Linked DNA regions of Hordeum vulgare: region 2 is linked to region 1. Evidence: chromatin contacts called from public Hi-C data. All regions are on one chromosome and are shown on one strand. The core of a region is the stretch at or near the end of the contact, and the rest is flanking DNA. Distances in the headings are between cores, read along the strand shown. Region 1 holds the start of LOC123397933. Region 2 holds the start of LOC123451918 (nicotinate-nucleotide pyrophosphorylase [carboxylating], chloroplastic).

Region 1 (3,833 bases), core at 568-3,067:
GCAGCGGAGACTCGGTGTCTGATGCGTGGAGATGGAGACTCGTGCAGGATGTGGAAGCTCTCTGGCTTCATGGTGGCGTCGATGGCAGAGAGGTGTGTGTTAGTTTCTTCTCTGAAGTCGAATTGGTGGAAGATGGCGGCGACGACACATGAGAGTGCGTCGGACCGGTTTGTACCCTAAACCCACTATGTGGCTTGGTTGGGGACTCCGGCTTTAGATGTTAGGCTTTGGTACGATGTTTGTTTGGTATTAGGCTCGGACTATCGACACCCCTTCATCAAGTGGTTAGGAGTAGCGATAGTTGTTGCTAAGGTGGTGGCTTCGAACAAACTGATGTACTAATTGTAAGGTTTCTATGAATAATTAATAAAATGGTTGCATGCATTGTTCAGATGCAGATGCCGGGGGAAATCCTCCTTTTCTAAAAAAAAAGAAGAATTGAGAAATGCATGCGTGAGATGAAATAATTGAGATATGTTGGGAAGGGAAACTGAGAAGTTAATGGGGGCTACGAGGGGAGCCCAACGAGGGAATCCATAAGTCATGAGAGATATTAATACAATCATAACTTAGAGCATCTTCAATGAATCTTTACCTAATAATAAAAAGGTTGTCGCTTCCGTCGGAAAACCCACCGAGGTGATTTTACAAAAAGCCCTTACTATTTATGACATTAAACTCGTAGTATATATTAAATATATTTTTAAATACTCATATCTTTTAAACCGTAACTCCAAATTTAACATATTATACATGGAATTTGATTAGAAAAATATGTAGAATTTAAATATGATATTTTTTTATCTGTTAAACGTTTAATAAAAATACTACCTATGGTGCAATCTTAATAAATAAGTCATTATTCGTCTTTCTTTCATATCAGTATTCATCCGGGTTGGGAATGAACACGTCAACAAAATCAGGATTAGAGATGAAACTGAAGGTCACTTGACTGATTCTTTGTACGTATTAAATCTACATGCAAGCCGTGTTAAAATAGAAAACCTGTGAAATTTTGAACTGCATTTTTGTAGGATAAGACCATCTTTATTTGTATCGTAACTATAAATTCTCAAATTATAGACATTTTTTATAAATTAAGAGTGTGTGCCGTGTGGTATTTCTTTCTCCCGTTGCAACGCATAAGCCCTTTTGCTAGTGATGTAAAATAGATGGAGGCTACTTTCTACATCACGAGAGGGCAAAAACACTGCTTTAACAGTTAGAGCAAAATTTGCATCACCAAGTGCTATTTTTACATCAACAAGTGGTCCAACAGAAGATGTAAAATAGGACACCCACAAGAAGACTACCATGATGTATTTTCCAACACCTATATACATCCGTTGGAGTTGAAGATTTTTGGTGATGTAAAAATCACCTTTTGGTCTTGTGAATTTTACTCGAAGCAAAATTTAGTTATGTATTTTACATCACTATTGGAGTATACTCCTGGCATACGTGATTTTCACTAGGTGTATTACACATTGAGTATTTTTATGGCATGTTACACATGTTTTGTTAGTTAAATTGAAGAGCTAAAAATACATGTCTGACATACAAATGCGGATGGAGGAAATGAACCAAATCACGCATGGTCCAAAAGTGCATTATATAATGCCCTTTATCATTCAGAAGTAAGTAATTTATTTATTTGAGAGCCAATAAAGAAAATCGAATAAAGGAAAAAAGTTTGGGGTATCTGTTCGTGGGCTTAAGATGCTACTATATCTGACTTTACTAGCCGATCTACCAAGCCCAACAATTCTGCTAAAAAGAGTACCAAGCCCAATAAAGGAGCCAGTTAGTCCAGAACTCCGACTCCAGCGACACGTCACCTTTTCGAGGCAAAGCAAAACCAAGCCAAGTATCCATCCAATCTAACCGGCAAACGCAGCGACGACTCGCCGGAGAAGAATCCCGTCGGGAAATCAATCCATCGGAGGAGCTTCACGATGGCGGGGGAGGGGAGGCCGGACGCGCAGCTCTTCCAGCTCCTTACCGACCTTCTCCAGGAGGTACGTACGTGCGCGCGCCGTCTCGATCCGCGTCCGATCTCGATTCCTCGCCGGTCGGCCGCCGTCGATTGGAGCCTGGCTTGACGGTTCCCTACCAGGAGGATCCGTTTGCTCCGTTAGGAGGTCCTTCGTTTCACGGATCTGGTCGGGATTAGAGGGGGGGACGCTTCTGCTATTGCTTACAATCGTTGACACTACTGTATTTGTATCTCATAAGGCCCATCTCATAATATTAGCCAGAATGCCCAAGACCCAAGTACCTGTACTAGCTTACCTGGTCTTCACTCAAAAATCGTGAAATCAGCAGTGTTTGTATGTTTGTTTCATCGTGTGCTGATTTGCAAGACAGAACAGGATAGCCATAATCCCCATCTAGTTCTCTCCGACTACAATTATTTAGGCATGGAGGGAGTATTTTGCATTGTTTTATCAGAAACTTAGCGACTATTATGGGTATCTGTGTCTAGCTGTATCTGAATATTGGCAATGCCATGCATGTGATGCTTTGTCTCATAATATATATACCAGTTCATTGATGTTGTCTCTGTTGATTCGGACACTTGTTATGCAAAAACTGTTAGTTTACTCTTAATCCTCAGTTTCCTGGGTATATTTCTTACTTCAGAGAATTCAGCCTCGTATATTTTCCATGGCAGTACTGCATTTGTCTTGTGGTGATGGACTCTTGAGTATAATTACATTGGTGTCTCCATGCATCTGCATCTACAGTACTTGCTGTCTCGAGCTGTATCTGAATATTGGGAATGCCATGCATGGATGTTTTGTTCCAAAATTTGTAGTATACCAGTTCATCAATATTGTCTCCTACGATTCACCTCAGTTTCCAGAGCATATTTTTTACTTCAGACAATTTAGCCTTGTATATTTTCCATGGCAATACGGCATTTGTCTTTTGGTTATGGACCCTTGATAAATTAACAGGTTTTCAATTCTCTTTTGTTAATATATGTAGGTGGAGTCAATGAGCAACCAGGAAGAGGTAGAATTGAGAGCAAAGATTGAAGCGCTGGGCCTAGAAATCACCAAGGTTCCAGAGCAGGCACCTAAGCAACTTGATGAGGTAACTGCAACACTCTTACCACCACATCCTGCTGTTCCCCATTCCATGAATCTATGTTTTATTATCTCATTAGCTTTGGCCCAACTCTCTCTTCAGTTAGAGATAGCCGCAGAGCTGGACAGGTTGTCGGCAAGGCTCGATAATGTCGACAAGATGATATCATCTGCCATTACATCTGACCCAGAGGTGAAATCGCTTCTGAGCAGCACCTCCGATGTCTGGATGCCCGTCATCACCGCGTCCGCCAATGAAAGGCGGGGGTTCACGGGAACAAGCGGCGACAAGGAAGAGCAAGAGAAATCTAAGTAAATAGCTGGGACTGAAGCCCTTGTACTCCTTTGTGCCTGCGTTGTTCTGCATTTTCCTTCCATGAGTATATGTTCATAGCTTCCCTCCGTCCCAAAATTCTTGTCTTAGGTTTGTCCAAAAATAGATGTATCTAAATACTAAAACGTGACTAGATACATTCATATCTAGACAAATCTAAGACAAGAATTTTGGGACGGAGGGAGTATGTATCAAATGTTCTTTGGGGCAATAACAGAAAATAAATACACATGTTGTTAATGTACTTGCTATTCTAATTCGCGCTATGGTTGAGGTAATAAAAGTCTGCCAAGCATTCTATCTGGCTTCCAGTTCCCTTTTTGCCCTTCAGTTTCAAAGCTGCACCTGCACTGCAAAGTTTGTTCTAGAAATGCATTGCACTGTGGTTGTAGAATGTAGAGAGCATA
Region 2 (3,833 bases), core at 425-2,924, 120 kb before region 1:
TCAAAACCTCCCCAATCCCCCTTAACCAAACGAGGCCTCAAGGGGGAAACCCTAAAGGGGGCGCCACCCCTCCCTTCCCCCTATATAGTGGGGTTTTTGGCCTTTGGAGATACGGTTTTTCCATCTCTCTCGGCGCAGCCCTATCTCTCTTCTTCCTCCTCTCCCACGGTGCTTGGCGAAGCCCTGCCGGAAGACCTTGTCTCTCCATCGACACCACGCCGTCGTGCTGCCGAAGATCTTTCCCAACCTCTCCCTCGTCCTTGCTGGATCAAGGTGCGGGAGATGTCACCGGGCTGCACGTGTGTTGAACGCGGAGGTGCCGTGGTTCGGCACTAGATCGGAATCACACCGCGATCTGAATCGTCGCGAGTACGACTCCATCAACCGCGTTCTAGCAACGCTTCCGCTTAGCGATCTTCAAAGGTATGAAGATGCACTCACCCCTCTCTCGTTGCTGGTCTCTCCATAGGAAGATCTGAATATGGCGTAGAAATTTTTTCAATTTATGCAACGTGACCCAACACCAAGCCGCCGGGATGCACCCCAAGCAAAAGAGCAAACGAACGAAGGCATACACAGCGACGAGCGCCATCCTTTTTGTATGCCGCCAAGTGTGCTTGCATGACCACGACCGCGATGGCGTGGTCGAACTCCCGCCCCTTTTTTGTGTTGTCATGCGTGTCGGCCGCTGGCAAGTGCGTTAGTATAAACTATGTGGTGTTTTCTAAAGCTCGCATTGTATGTCGCTCGCTCGCATGGTGCTAGCATGAACTTTGGACGACAACATGGTTGATGGTTTGATCTACGGCCGCGAGACTTTTTAAATGTATGCGCGAACATAAAATAGATCGCGGACGTTGGACACACTGCCATCCAAATCTTGAACTGGACGGACGCCGAGTGAGCGGCCAACCCAAACGGATAAAAAAGACAAAAAACGTTGTCGGTTTGGATCTTGTTGTAAGTATAATTGGAGATGCGCTGAGTGGCGAAAGAAAAACACCCAGCCAAGTCCTCACCACGACCAGATCTGGCTAAACGGGTCGTGTAACTGGGCCAGTCCGACAGCCCACGTGCCTCGCACGACACGGGCCCGGCACAACACGGGCCTGGCCCGGCACGTTCTAATCGTGCTCGGGCCCGACATGAAGCACGCCTAAGGTCGTGCCTGGGGCTGGAGGTTGGGCACGCGGACCAAGACGGCACGGTCCATTTACCGTTTTTATTTTTTATTTTTATTTTTATATATATATAAGATGAAAAGGCCCAATAGATCAAATTAACCAAAAAACAACCCAGCATGTTAAAATCAACCCAAAAAATAGTCAGACATATGCCAAAATCGATCCAAATAACAGCCTAAAATACTAAATTCCTAACAGCCAGCAGGCCTGGCGTACCGACGGGCCGGCTCATATAGCCCCCTGCCGTGCTTGGACCTGGACCCCGAACACGTGGGCCGGTATGATACGACCCATTTAATAAACATGTCTCGGCAGGTCGTGCTGTGGCAGGTCGGGCCGGCCCGTTAGTATGACCACGACTGCCCTTCGGCCAAGCGAAGGAGCAAAGAGCGTGAGGCCGCCGAGGCGCGAGCCGGGTCGGGTGGACTGCACCACCGGTCCGGTGTGTCTGGTGTGGTTCAACGCAAAGCCGCACCGCATCGCCATCGCGCGCCGCGGACACACAGAAAAAGGCGGCTCCTTTCCGCCGCTGGCACGCGCCCCAACCCCCGCCGGGCAGACCGCGGATGACTCCCACCGCCGCCGCGCCCATCCGCCAGCACCTCCCCTCCTCCTCCTCCTCGGCGCGCTCCGGCAACCTGCGCCTCCCCGCCCGCCTGCGCCTGCCCGCTCGCCCCCGCGCCGCCCCCTCGGCCTCCATGTCGGCCGAGCCGCGGCCGGCGCCGTCGCCCGTGCCGCCGCCGGCGCACCCCACCTACGACCTTAGCGCCGTCATCGCCCTCGCCCTCTCCGAGGACGCCGGCCACCGAGGTAACGTGCCTGCGCCACTCCTCTCCGCAGTCTGCACAACTACCGTGCTAGTCTGTCCCGAGTTCCAGTCCCTCGCGCCGCCCGCACAGCGCGACTAGCCAATTATTTTTGTTTCGTCGCTGCTTCAGCTGTACTGCACCTCGCTCTTTGGCTTCGAATTGCTCGTCAGTGTTTCTGTACGCGATCGATCACAGTTGCACTCGCAGGCATCAGTCCGGCTTAAGCTCGCCATGTAGTTCCAGGTGCTGACTCTTATTGAGTAGCAGTTGAAATTGTGCTACGATCGACCCTTAAGAGTGTGTGGAAAATTAAAATAGTGCTGCTGCTGACTCTCCCACCCTAAGTCTGGTTGATTGCGATAGGAGACACAACATTTTAGTTGTCCAATTTGCTGCTGCAGACAGGATTCAGATGTCAGGTGTCTAGCTAGCTGAGCTCGTTGCTGTTGGCTTGTTGTTGGAGTACATGGGAAAAGGTCACTTATGATGGAAGAATGAAGAAATTGAATGGATCAGATCAACTCATACCCACTTATATTACTATATGTGATGTTCACTCTCCAGCAATCAGTACCAGACATTTCGTTTATTCGCTTTCATCCCGAGTCTGTATTTTCAGCCAGTCGTGTCATGTGCTTTCCTGGTAATCAACCTACTTGTGACCATTCTCTCTCGCTCAAACAGTGACCTATTAGCTAAAGAAAAGGAGATAACTAGATAAGCTCCAGTTGTGTCATTTCTTTCGCAAGTTGCTATGCAGGTTGGGTTTTGTTCTCTTTTGATACTGAAACTTTGTCCCGCTTTTGAATTGTCATACATGTGTCATCTTTCACTGTGATAATGTTCTAACTGTCTGTCAACACCTTTCAGGGGATGTGTCGTGTTTGGCTACCATACCAACCGATGTAAAGGCTGAAGCCACTTTTATCGCTAAGGAGGATGGTGTCATCGCAGGCATAAGCCTAGCTGAGATGATATTTAACCAAGTTGATCCATCGTTGAAGGTATGTCTATCGCGTCGGATTCCCCGTTTTCTGTTCTGGTCTTCTGGCAGATATGGTTATTCAGATTGAGGTATCATATGTGATATTGACTATGGGTCTGTACCTGTTGTTCCTTCTTGGACATTTTCCAGGTTCAATGGTTTGAGACTGATGGAAATTATGTCCATAAGGGATTGCAGTTTGGCAAAGTATATGGTAAAAAGCCTTGAAAATACCATATTCGGCAGCACTTAACAGTGTGATGTTGTGTTAACTCCTTTTCAAGTCTTAATATTCTCTCCCCCATTTGCATTCTTTAATTAAGGGTGTGCCCAGAGTATTATTGTTGCTGAGAGGGTTGTGCTAAATTTCATGCAAAGAATGAGTGGAATCGCTACAATGACAAAGGTGATAGGTGCTATTGTTTTGTAGCATATGGTACCCCTCTCTATCATAATTTGCTTCTATCTTGCTCATATGAGAATTTCTTTGCTCCTATTTCCATTCAGGCCATGGCTGATGCTGCTCGTCCAGCATGCATATTGGAAACAAGAAAAACTGCTCCAGGTTTACGTCTGGTTGACAAGTGGGCAGTAAGCATACCTTTTTTGTGTGGCCATTTCATCACTTTTAGTCCTTTGCCCTTCATTGTGATGCAGTTTTGCTCATGCTTGATATACATGCAGGTACTAATTGGTGGTGGGAAGAATCACAGGCTTGGATTATTTGATATGGTTATGATAAAAGATAATCATATTTCTGTTGCCGGGGGTATTACAAATGCAATGACATCTGTTGATCAGTTCTTGGTGAAGGAAAACCTTGCAGTTCCTGTTGAGGTATTATGATTGTGGTTG

The links. Hi-C and Micro-C count contacts between places; a contact is called where the count stands out from the background.
Region 2: a Hi-C map of seedling shows a contact between it and region 1, with 4 times the contacts expected there. The contact joins the promoter of LOC123451918 here to the promoter of LOC123397933 in region 1. A contact is called at or near these places in 3 of 6 Hi-C or Micro-C datasets (leaf and seedling) and 1 of 1 datasets of contacts at active chromatin or transcription factors (embryo).

What each region holds. Positions count from the first base shown.
Region 1 is chr5H:512,691,241-512,695,073 of MorexV3_pseudomolecules_assembly, reverse strand. It overlaps LOC123397933, which reads left to right and starts at 1,817. Exons shown (of 3, transcript XM_045092446.1): 1 at 1,817-2,018; 2 at 2,992-3,099; 3 at 3,196-3,728. The coding sequence starts at 1,956. The coding sequence ends at 3,408.
Region 2 is chr5H:512,815,103-512,818,935 of MorexV3_pseudomolecules_assembly, reverse strand. LOC123451918 (nicotinate-nucleotide pyrophosphorylase [carboxylating], chloroplastic) reads left to right here and starts at 1,674. Exons shown (of 10, transcript XM_045128475.1): 1 at 1,674-1,994; 2 at 2,864-2,997; 3 at 3,129-3,192; 4 at 3,302-3,384; 5 at 3,486-3,569; 6 at 3,663-3,815. The coding sequence starts at 1,751.